Regions from separate parts of the Mus musculus genome. Here region 2 is linked to region 1. The links are chromatin contacts, called in public HiChIP or PLAC-seq maps. All regions are on one chromosome and are shown on one strand. Each heading gives the region's core, a stretch centred on a gene start, on an enhancer-like site or on the middle of the called end of the contact. The rest is flanking DNA. Distances are from core to core; before and after follow the strand shown.

Evidence for each region. HiChIP or PLAC-seq counts read pairs in DNA pulled down with a chosen protein or histone mark.
Region 2: a contact with region 1 is called in an H3K4me3 HiChIP or PLAC-seq map of neural tube, with 2.8 times the contacts expected there. The contact joins two enhancer-like sites. A contact is called at or near these places in 5 of 484 Hi-C or Micro-C datasets (the G1E-ER4 cell line, cerebellar granule neurons, cerebellum and 1 more), 12 of 115 datasets of contacts at active chromatin or transcription factors (bone marrow-derived macrophages, cardiomyocytes, craniofacial prominence and 6 more) and 1 of 9 other capture datasets (embryonic tail).

The regions. Positions count from the first base shown.
Region 1 is chr6:50,888,275-50,893,010 of GRCm38.p6, reverse strand. No RefSeq gene overlaps it. Among named protein-coding and RNA genes, the nearest start is that of Gm45922, 8.0 kb to the right of the region's middle. Within about 2 kb of position 2,055, at least 104 of the 459 cell types and tissues checked have an H3K27ac peak or open chromatin away from gene starts, as enhancers often do. A contact at or near this core is called in the G1E-ER4 cell line, craniofacial prominence, embryonic basal ganglia and 1 more, where this site is marked.
Region 2 is chr6:51,175,283-51,180,018 of GRCm38.p6, reverse strand. No RefSeq gene overlaps it. Among named protein-coding and RNA genes, the nearest start is that of Gm32328, 11 kb to the right of the region's middle. Within about 2 kb of position 2,073, at least 143 of the 459 cell types and tissues checked have an H3K27ac peak or open chromatin away from gene starts, as enhancers often do. A contact at or near this core is called in the G1E-ER4 cell line, craniofacial prominence, embryonic basal ganglia and 1 more, where this site is marked.

The sequences.
Region 1 (4,736 bases), core at 806-3,305:
ACACATAGACACACACACAGATACACAAGCACCAGAACACACACACTCATACACACATACTCACACACAGGTACACCAGCACCATAAGACACACACACACACATACAGATATACAAGCACACATGTACACAAACACACACAGATATAAAAGCACACACACACACACACACAGATATACAAGCACACACACACACACAGGGGTGGGGTCCAGCCACACAGGTTTAACTGTCCTCACAGTACTTAGCACAGTACTTCACAGTACTTAGCACAGTATAATCACCTAATAAGGACTCATACCCTATTTAGTGAACTGGAATAAGCTAAATTTTTTTCCAACCTAAAAGTGATCTAAAGAATCTCAGCCTTTACAGGGTAACCCCAGAAAACTGTCCACAGAGCAGTTTCAGCTCTAGCATACTCAGTCCCTGCTCTCCAATTAGAGAACTAAGAAGGACAAGGTCACCTTTTGTGCTTGCTTTGGGCAGAGCATAGTCTGGCCATAACATCTTGCTTTTCTTTCTTTCTTTTTTTTTTGGGGGGGGGTGTCACTTCTCTGGTCTCCAGTGTGGAGTACAGCTCCCCCTTCTCATTAACATAGACAAACCACCTCTGTGCCTAGAATTTCTGACTGCTCGGGAGAAAGAGGCAAAAAGATGGTTTCAAAGACTTGGGAGGGAATGGGACCTTTGGGTGCCAGGCCCGGATCTGAAGCTAATCTGAGCACACAACGTCTGATGGATTTCCAACATTTTCATATTTCAGCAGGATCTGCAATGTTGCTGTTAATGTAACTTGGTGGGAGGTTTTGTTTTTTTGTTTTTTGTTTTTTCATTTTTACAAATTTTCTTTGTTTAAAATCTGATCCTCTAGCTCATTTTGCTTCCACTCAGGGACCCCCTTCCCCCTTTCTCCAAAGTGGAAGGCAACAGAGGCCCTGCTCAGTCTGTCCACGGTGGGTCCCAAGAAAATTTGCCTTCTGATTTGCCCCCTCTCCTGGAGCAGCTTTGCTGTAGGACACTGGGTCTGCTGAAGCCATTTCCTGGCTGCCTGACTGTGCCCACATCAGAACAATCAGGTCCGCGTTCATTTCAGAGGTTGAGACCCGGCCCAAGTAGGTCCTGAATCAGCCCAGCCGCTCCGTCCTGGCAGATGTTTTTAAAGTCTTTAAGTTTCACCCTTCACAGAGATAAACTCGGCGTCCATGTGGCCCACAAGGGTAGTTTCCAGCCCTTGGAAAACCATTCTCGATTTGATGGTTGATGTGGCAGAAAACCCACTAATTTTAATATGCAGATTATCAGCGAGCAATTCCTTTTATATTTATGCCTCCTTTTATGGGCCTGATTGAAATAAAACGGTAGCTGGAGTTGCATTAGAGTTCTCTGAATGGGGTCTCCACAGAACTGGGAAGAAAATAAGCTAAGTACTGTCTGAGACAAGCCTCTGAGCCTAACTGCTCCTTCACCCTTCCACAGATACATTTTTGGATGGTTTTGTTGTTGTTGTTTTCGTTTTTGATTCTCTTCCAATTTGCATGTTTACCAAAATCCCAAGGAAAGAAAAATAAAACAATTAAAAATTTTTTGTCTATAATCCATTTAAGTCAAAAATAGAGAAGAGAGAGAGAAATTTGTAGCTTTCAAACACCATTAGTTTGCTAATGATAGCTTTCATCCGACGACAGCCAGCACACAGATAAGATGCTGCAAACATCTCTGGTGAAGGAAGAGGTCCATTTATAGGCCCCACTCTGTCTCTGCAGCTTGCACATGTTTTCAAACATAATTTCATGCCTGCTTTCTGACAGCTCATTAAACAAAGGCCTCTTGGTGGCTATATTGCCCGTCTCCCTGCTGAGACTGCAGCATATTTACGGCTTTCGCAGATTGCCGGCTGCTGGCGCCTTCTCTTGCCCGTGGCCTGCCTGCCAACTGCTTATCAGTCTTCCCCCAAAGGTGACATCGTCGTTGTTTGTTTAGGTAGCGATGGTCCGGGTTTGACCCTTGGAGGCCAGCAGCCGCCTGATTAGGAGGGCGCCTGCACTGGTTAGATAAAGGCAATCACACTCGAGACAGCCCGGGATGCTGTGCCTCGCCAGGCTGCAGGCTCCCATTCAGCAGCACGCAGACAGTTCGTTAGCTCGACAGCTGGCAGCGGGCAGACCTTGTGGGATTTCTGCCTCAGAGAAAGCAAACAAGGCTTCAGAGTGCTGGGAGCTATCAGGGGCTGTGTATGGGACGATCAGAGCGGCCTGATGCGCCTAATCACCTGCCCCCTGACTACCATTAAGCCCACATCACACATCTAAACCCATAACGGGCCCTCTGGATGCAAGGCCTTATACCGACTTCTGATCCCTTCCTCCTTCTCTTGCCAGTAGCATTTTTCCTGAGGTCCTGGGAGGACAGATGAAGACATCTTGGCTACAGCAAGAGGCTGCAGGCTGCAGCCATCTGCCATTTCAGGAGCTGACAAAACTGGTAACAGGTTTCTGCCTCTGCAGTCTCCTGGGGAACTGTCTGTTTCCCACTACATAGAACTGAGTGAGAAAAGTGGTGGTGGGGTAATGACAGGAGAGCAGTGGGGGGAATGGGGCTAGGCGATCCAGTCCTTAGCTGCTAGAAGTGAATAGTGAGGCTCCAGAGACAGGATTTTTGTTAAGGTTTGGGGTGCCCTTGATCTCCCTGGAAGTGCCTCTGGGATGGGGTTAGTACCACAGTGGGGCATAGATTGGGGTGTGCCTGGGTTTGCCTTTGGGAAAGACAAGGGCAATGGCATGGTATTTCTAGCACCTTCGGTGAATAAGGCAGTATATTCAACACCCCTGTATAAAATATCTCACTTAATGGACACCACTCAGAGGCAGGCACCACACATATGATGATAGCAGTGAAGGCTGAGAGGTAGGATTTGGCTGAGTTTCATATGGTCACCAACTGAGTTCAGGTCTGGCATTTTCCAAAGCGCCCCCCCACCCTCCCCACTCCCATCTCCCCACACACACACACAAACTCAGAGACTCCACGATTCTGCAAAATGCACCATTGCACTCAAAGATCAGAATGCATGGCTACATCTCTGGGCATTGCCAGGCCAGTGTGTGTGACCATCAAATGGAAAAGTGGTCAGTCAGTGCTGCTGCGTTCCAGATAGTCTACATGAAGGACCCTCAAGCAAGGGATTGGCAATCCTCAATACCCTCTTCTCGCTTTTCAAAATCACCTTGGGAGATTCTATATAGGGGCACTAGAGGTCCTCATCTCAGACTTTTGGAAGGCATTACCTAATGTGGAATCTTCTGGGAGGAAATTAGTGTCCTCTATCTTTGTACTTCTGTGCTCAGTAGAGTGATCTAGAACATCGAAGGTGTCCAAGCCATGAAGGTTAAGCCAGGAATAAAATTTAAGTAAATATTTTGTTCCTAATATACCCTGAGTGCTGCTTGCTGGCTTACTCCCTGTGACTTACCCATCCTCCTCTGTTATACTACACAGGACACAGGCCTAGGGATGACACCACCCACAATGGGCTCTGCACTCCCTGATCAATCATGACTCAAGAAAATGTTTCCATAGGCTTACTGGCAGGCCAATCTTCTCATTAAAGATCCCCTCTTCCCCAATGACCCCTGTTTGTGTTAACAGAAAACTAACCAGCATACCTTCTTTTAAATGACTTGAGCCAGGCAGTGGTGGCGCATGCCTTTAATCCCAGTACTTGGGAGGCAGAGGCAGGGTGATTTCTGAGTTTAAGGACAGCCTGGTCTACAGAGTGAGTTCCAGGACAGGGATACACAGAGAAGCCCTGTCTCGAAAAACTCAAAAAAAAAAAAAAAAAAAAAGAGTTTTATATGACTTGAACTCCTGTTTCTAAGTAAAGGTTGTAGTCCTGTATGCAGTGCTGTTTCTGAAAAGCAATCTCTGTGGATGTCAGCATTTGTTTAAAATGCTACACATGGAACTCAGGACTTTGTAGCTATCAGGCAAGTGTCTTACCACTGAGGATTTCCACAGCCTGACTTATTCCTTCATGCATGTTGATGTGTTTATAAAAAAGATAAAGAGGAGGGGGTATGTTTTATGGCGGTGTGGTGAGGTATGGGGGAAGGGGGTGCCTCGGTGGGCCCATGCTGAGGCATCCCTTCTCCCTGAGGGACCAGCCACACAACTGTAGGGCATGAAGAAGGGAGTTAAGAGGGTAGAGGCAGAGAGAGAGAGAGAGAGAGAGAGAGAGAGAGAGAGAGAGAGAGAGAGAGGAGGCTGGCCATGAGCACATGGAGAGAGGGGGGAAGGGAGTGGGTGGGGAGGGAAAGCAATAGCATGAGAGAGCAAGAGAGTGAGGAGAGGGCAAGCAGCCCCTTTTATAGTGAGTCAGGCATACCTGGCTGTTGCCAGGTTACTGTGGGATGGAGCTTAGACAGAATGCTAACATATGTAATTTTAAGTGACTATTGACTTGGAAAGCAATAATCATGTGATCCATTTTATGAATTAGGAAAACAAAACCTGGAAAACCTAAGTGCCTTTCCTACAGTGCCATAGCCAGCAAGTAGGCGAGACAAGACACTAAATCATTTGTTTAGATCTTTAAAATTTTTTTTATCTCTATGACTGTTTCATCTAGATAAATGTATGAGTACTACCTGTGTGCCTGCTGTCCAAAACAGTGAAGAAGAGAGCCTAGAATTAGATTTATGGGTGGTTGGGAGCCACCATGTGGATGCTGGCAAGATCAAC
Region 2 (4,736 bases), core at 824-3,323, 290 kb before region 1:
AGACTGAAATATACGACTGGAGTTAAATGTCATCAATGAACTGATGTAAATCCAGGGGCAGTTATTAAAACAGTTTTTCTTAATTTTATTACACATCAGAAAATGTTTTAAAGAAAAAAAATTGGCTCACACTAACCCCACGTGAAACTTCTCTTTTTCCCTAATTCCCCTAAACTCATTCTTCCGGAGCTGACCAGGTTTCCACTTTTGGAAGCTACTGGCCTCAGCAATCATTCCTGTGTGAAAAAGTGTCTACCAAACAGGGAATAAAGAGAATTTTAAAAGGGGGGTGGCTAGGTGGGAGGGGAGACTATTTTAGTTTTGTTATGATTTTTATTTTTTTGCCAAGAGAAATAGAATCTTTCCCGTTTTACTTTATTATTATTATTATTATTATTATTAATTAATTAATTAACAAGCCTCATTGACCATGTAGTCTTTAAAGTGTAGTCGACACTGAGCATCGAACACTCCCATACTTGAGTTCAAGCAGATGAGCTACGTGTGATAATTTTGTTTCTAAAAGTTGAAGAAATGTTACCGAAATGACAGATGGTATTTTTAAAATTCAGGGTCCCGATTACCTGTCCATTCATTCGTTTTTTCCAAGTGTTTGCCACCCGGTACTTTAACAGTATCGAAAAGGTAGGTTTTATGTTTAGTTCATAAGAAAAAAAGGAAACACACTTCTCAAGAACAATTTTTATTTTACAACGCCAATCGAATATCCTTGGGGCCTTTTCCCTTTGGAAAGAATTTTAACACTTGCCTCATTGACAAACAATCCACGGAGTGGTTAGTCTGAAAGAAAGTTCTGTCTCTCTTTGGTTTTTACACTCTACTACTCAATTCAAGTCTTTGAAAATTGTCGGAGCAAGGAATCCATAGTAAAACAACCACGAATTTTAATAAAGAGAAACTTCTTATAAAGATTGCTCCCACACAGGACTAGCTGCAGTAGAGTACATTAAGATTGAAAGGAAATTAATTCGGAGGGTGTGTGGGTAATATGTATTTCATGGCACAACCCTGAACGATTTATTAAAGAAAACGAAAACATGAGTTTAGGAATATATAATTCCCTTAAGAGGATGCATTATAAAGATTTTTTTTTTTTTTTTTTTTGGTTCGGAAAAGCAATCCTTCCCTTTAGGATCGCGGAGCAAGTTGGGCGAGGCTGCCAGGACCCGCCCACAACCCCGCCCCCCGCACCCCTCCCACAGCGACGCGAGTTCTCCAGTTACGAAGGGAACTCCCGTTTTTATGCAAAATAGCACGCGCGACAATTATTAACCTAGCCAATGAGCAAGCAGCATCCCGCCCTAAAGAAGGTGGAGCCAGGGACCCCAAGCGACGCCGCGCCGTGCCCGCCTCGTGTTTCTTCAGAGGCGGGCGCTGGGCGGAGAAACAACCAGGCAACGTTATTTACATGCAGCCACACTATTGGCTGGAGCTGCTACGAGGGGGAGGAGTGGCGGGAGAGTGCTGGAGGCGGGGGGGGGGGGAGGGGCGTGGCGAGAAGGGAGGGGCGAGGAGGGGGGAAAAAGGAAAGGTCCAAAGTGAAGTTCAAGGATTGGTCTAGCAACGATGACGCAAGAAAGGCATAATTAGCAAATGAGAGCACTGAATTAATGCCCCTCCCTCTAGTTCCACCCAGTAATGAACAATCCAATGAATGATGAGCCTGTGCAGAAAATTCTTTGGATATTTAAATCACAAATCTCGAACTCTATTTAAATATTTATGAGGAGGAGGGGAGGTATAGAATGTCTTCAGGAAGCGTTTCTGATTGGCTGGTTTTCCCAAGGGTGTGTTAGTCGTCCGGAAAGTGCGAGCGGGAACCCCGATCAACTACATTATTGATTATTGTGTTTCTGGCTTTATTTTGCCTTCCTCCCACCTAGTCTTCCTCTGTAATTTGTTGCATGTGTAGTTCAAGTGGCCCAGCTTTGTCGTGATTGCGCTGTTGGTATATTTTCTTTTTCGTAACTCAAGCTCTATTTTCACCGATTTTTAAAACGCAAAGATCTGGGACAGATGGAAACAATTAGAAGCTCCGCTCTGTGGACGTGTATAATCTTATTAGTTTAATGGGTCACAGGGCGCGGGACCTATTTCCTATGGATCAAAGTGAAAACAAACACGGTTAATATCCCATTTTGTTTTAGAACCAAATCGGATCGGGTTCCCTCTGTCGGTCGTGGTAATGACAATATTTAGAGAACTTAGGTTGCCTTGAAGTTTAGGAGGAAATGGAGCCATTGAAATATTCTGTTTTTAAAACTCATTAATATTACCACCAGGTAGCCGGCTGCAAGTTTTCTGAGCATTCTTGAGTTTATCACAGTAGCATGGCTATTAAGGATTTGCGTGTTGCTTGTTTTGATCTATTGCCTTAATGAAGTGAAAAATCCTGCAAAGTTCCCTGCTAATTATACTGCCTTCTCAGGTTCCTCTATTTCGGCTCAGTGTGAACATTGGAGTGCTTGGTGTAATTTTCAACTACAGTTTCTCTTAATAATTTCCTTTTTTCTGTGGATGGTGAGAACAGACCTTTTGTTTATTTACTTATTTATTTTATTCTTAGAATTTACTTGATTATTTGAAGACGGGGTTTCCCTGTATAGTTCAGGCTAATCTCCAATTCTTGATCCTTCTGTTCCATGCACCCCAGAACTGGAATCTCACAGGCATGCACCACACCTGGCCAGACTTGCAGTGTTATCTCTATTATTAAAATTAGTGATTCAACAACGTGCACCCAAAATTTAGTATTCCATTTGCTAGCATTCAGACTCCTGAGCATCAGTGGGCCCCGGATCAGAATCAAACTGTAAGGAAACTGTTTTCACATTTTGAATCGTGTGTGGTTGTGTTATTCTGAGGCAAAAATATAATCTAAGCTGTAGGTACAGGGTGGGCCAGGTCTTCTCTTCTTAGAAAAGACCTTCTCTTTAAGGCCTTCTCCCCTGCAGTAACTTCTCACCCTAATAAATTAAATGTGGCCACCGTGTGGTCCATTAGCTTGAAGTGTGAGGTGATGGCTCCTGTCAGAGGTGGCTGGCCCACTACAAACCCTTAAATATTCCTACAGATAATAAATATCTGCTCAAGGAACGGATGTAAATAATAGGTTCCTATTCCTTTAAAAGAAAAGAAAAAAAAAAAAAAACCAAACCTTTGTACCACAGCAATGAATAAAGGCACCTCAGAGCTGAGTCCCCTCAAAATGGAGAACCAGATCTTGAGAATTCTTGATCCAAGTGCAGGCCTCTGGCTCAGCAGGAACCTGAGCCAAAGTGTGAAACTCGCCCAGGTCTTCAGGAATGTAAACACATTTACATTTTTGTTTTGACGTTTACATTTACTTTAAATGTAAAAAGAAAAAGTCACATTTTTTTTTTTTTGGTTTGGATAGACCAGGATCCTCCCAAAAGAGCACTGGTTGTTAGTGAATCATTTTAATTCCAAAGAATATTTACCAGCAATTGGCCATGCAGGGCTGGGATTGAACAAACAAACCAAGAAACCAAGAAACCCGATGGTTTTCTGCAAGCCTGCACGCCGGGCTCAGGGGTTTCTGGGTCTTGGCTCTCCAGGCTTCTTAGCAGCCTTCACACCTGACCCAGGGACCGAGACAGCGTTGCATTGCTGCAGCTGCATCGCTGGAGTATATGCACCACAGGGCTGGTGGATCATTGCAGAAACCAAAACCAAAGCACAAGCAGAGAGATCTGACACCTGGGACAGATGTGACTGAAAATCTCTTCAAATTTGTCATTGTTTTTTTTTTTCTTTTTTCCTTTTTTCCTTTTGCTTTTGATCCTTATGTTTCAGTAGAACATGCAGTAGGTCTTCTCTTTACAGTCCCTTGTCCTCTGTCCCTTGTTGGTAGATCAAGAATATTCTATTTTGGAGACCAGATTAGTTTTCACTTGTGGGGGGAAGGGAGTGGAGAGGAACAATTTTTCAAGCCCCCACATACCAGGATTTAACGCTATTACTAGCTGCTGATGTAATATTGAAAACCGTTAACATTTTGTTTAGAGTTATTTTTTTTTCCCAAGGTGGAAACGTAGTCCTTTGGGTCTGAGCCTGTAGCATTATAGACAATCACATCACCTTCTCTTTTGAGGACAAAAGAATATCTACACGTGTGACAAAGTAATTATTTATCGGAGATAACAAACGCTTTGATCTCTCTTTTGTCTGTCTTTCTTTTTCTTATTTTTGGATGTACATCTCAGTATCTAATAATATCCAGGGACATTTGCATCCCCTGAATTTTCCAAGGCAAAGAAGGGACTTCACTAAGGTTCAGTAATGGATTCTCCCCTCCATTTTGGTTTTCTTGATCCTTTAGATATTTGTTTTAGGCCAGTCGGCCCACTGCTGTAGTATCTTTGTTAATCGGAGAGGTTTGCTGGTGCATGCAGTAAGTGTAGGGGAGCTATTTGATCTGCACACCTGAGGCGTGTCTAGGGACACAGTCATTCATAGAGGGAAGGATTTGTGCCCTCTCCTGCAAGACTGCCACAATCCCAAGTATCCCATAAGCTAAAGCTCTTTATGCACTCAACACTCAATTTGTCTCAGCTCTCATTTTCTTTCTTTTCTTCCTTTAAGTATTTATTTATTCTTATTATGTAGACCGGGCTGGCTCTGAACTTAGGCATGAGCCTACTCTTAACCCCCCACCCCGTGATGCATGTCTCAGACTTTTGACATGTTTCGTT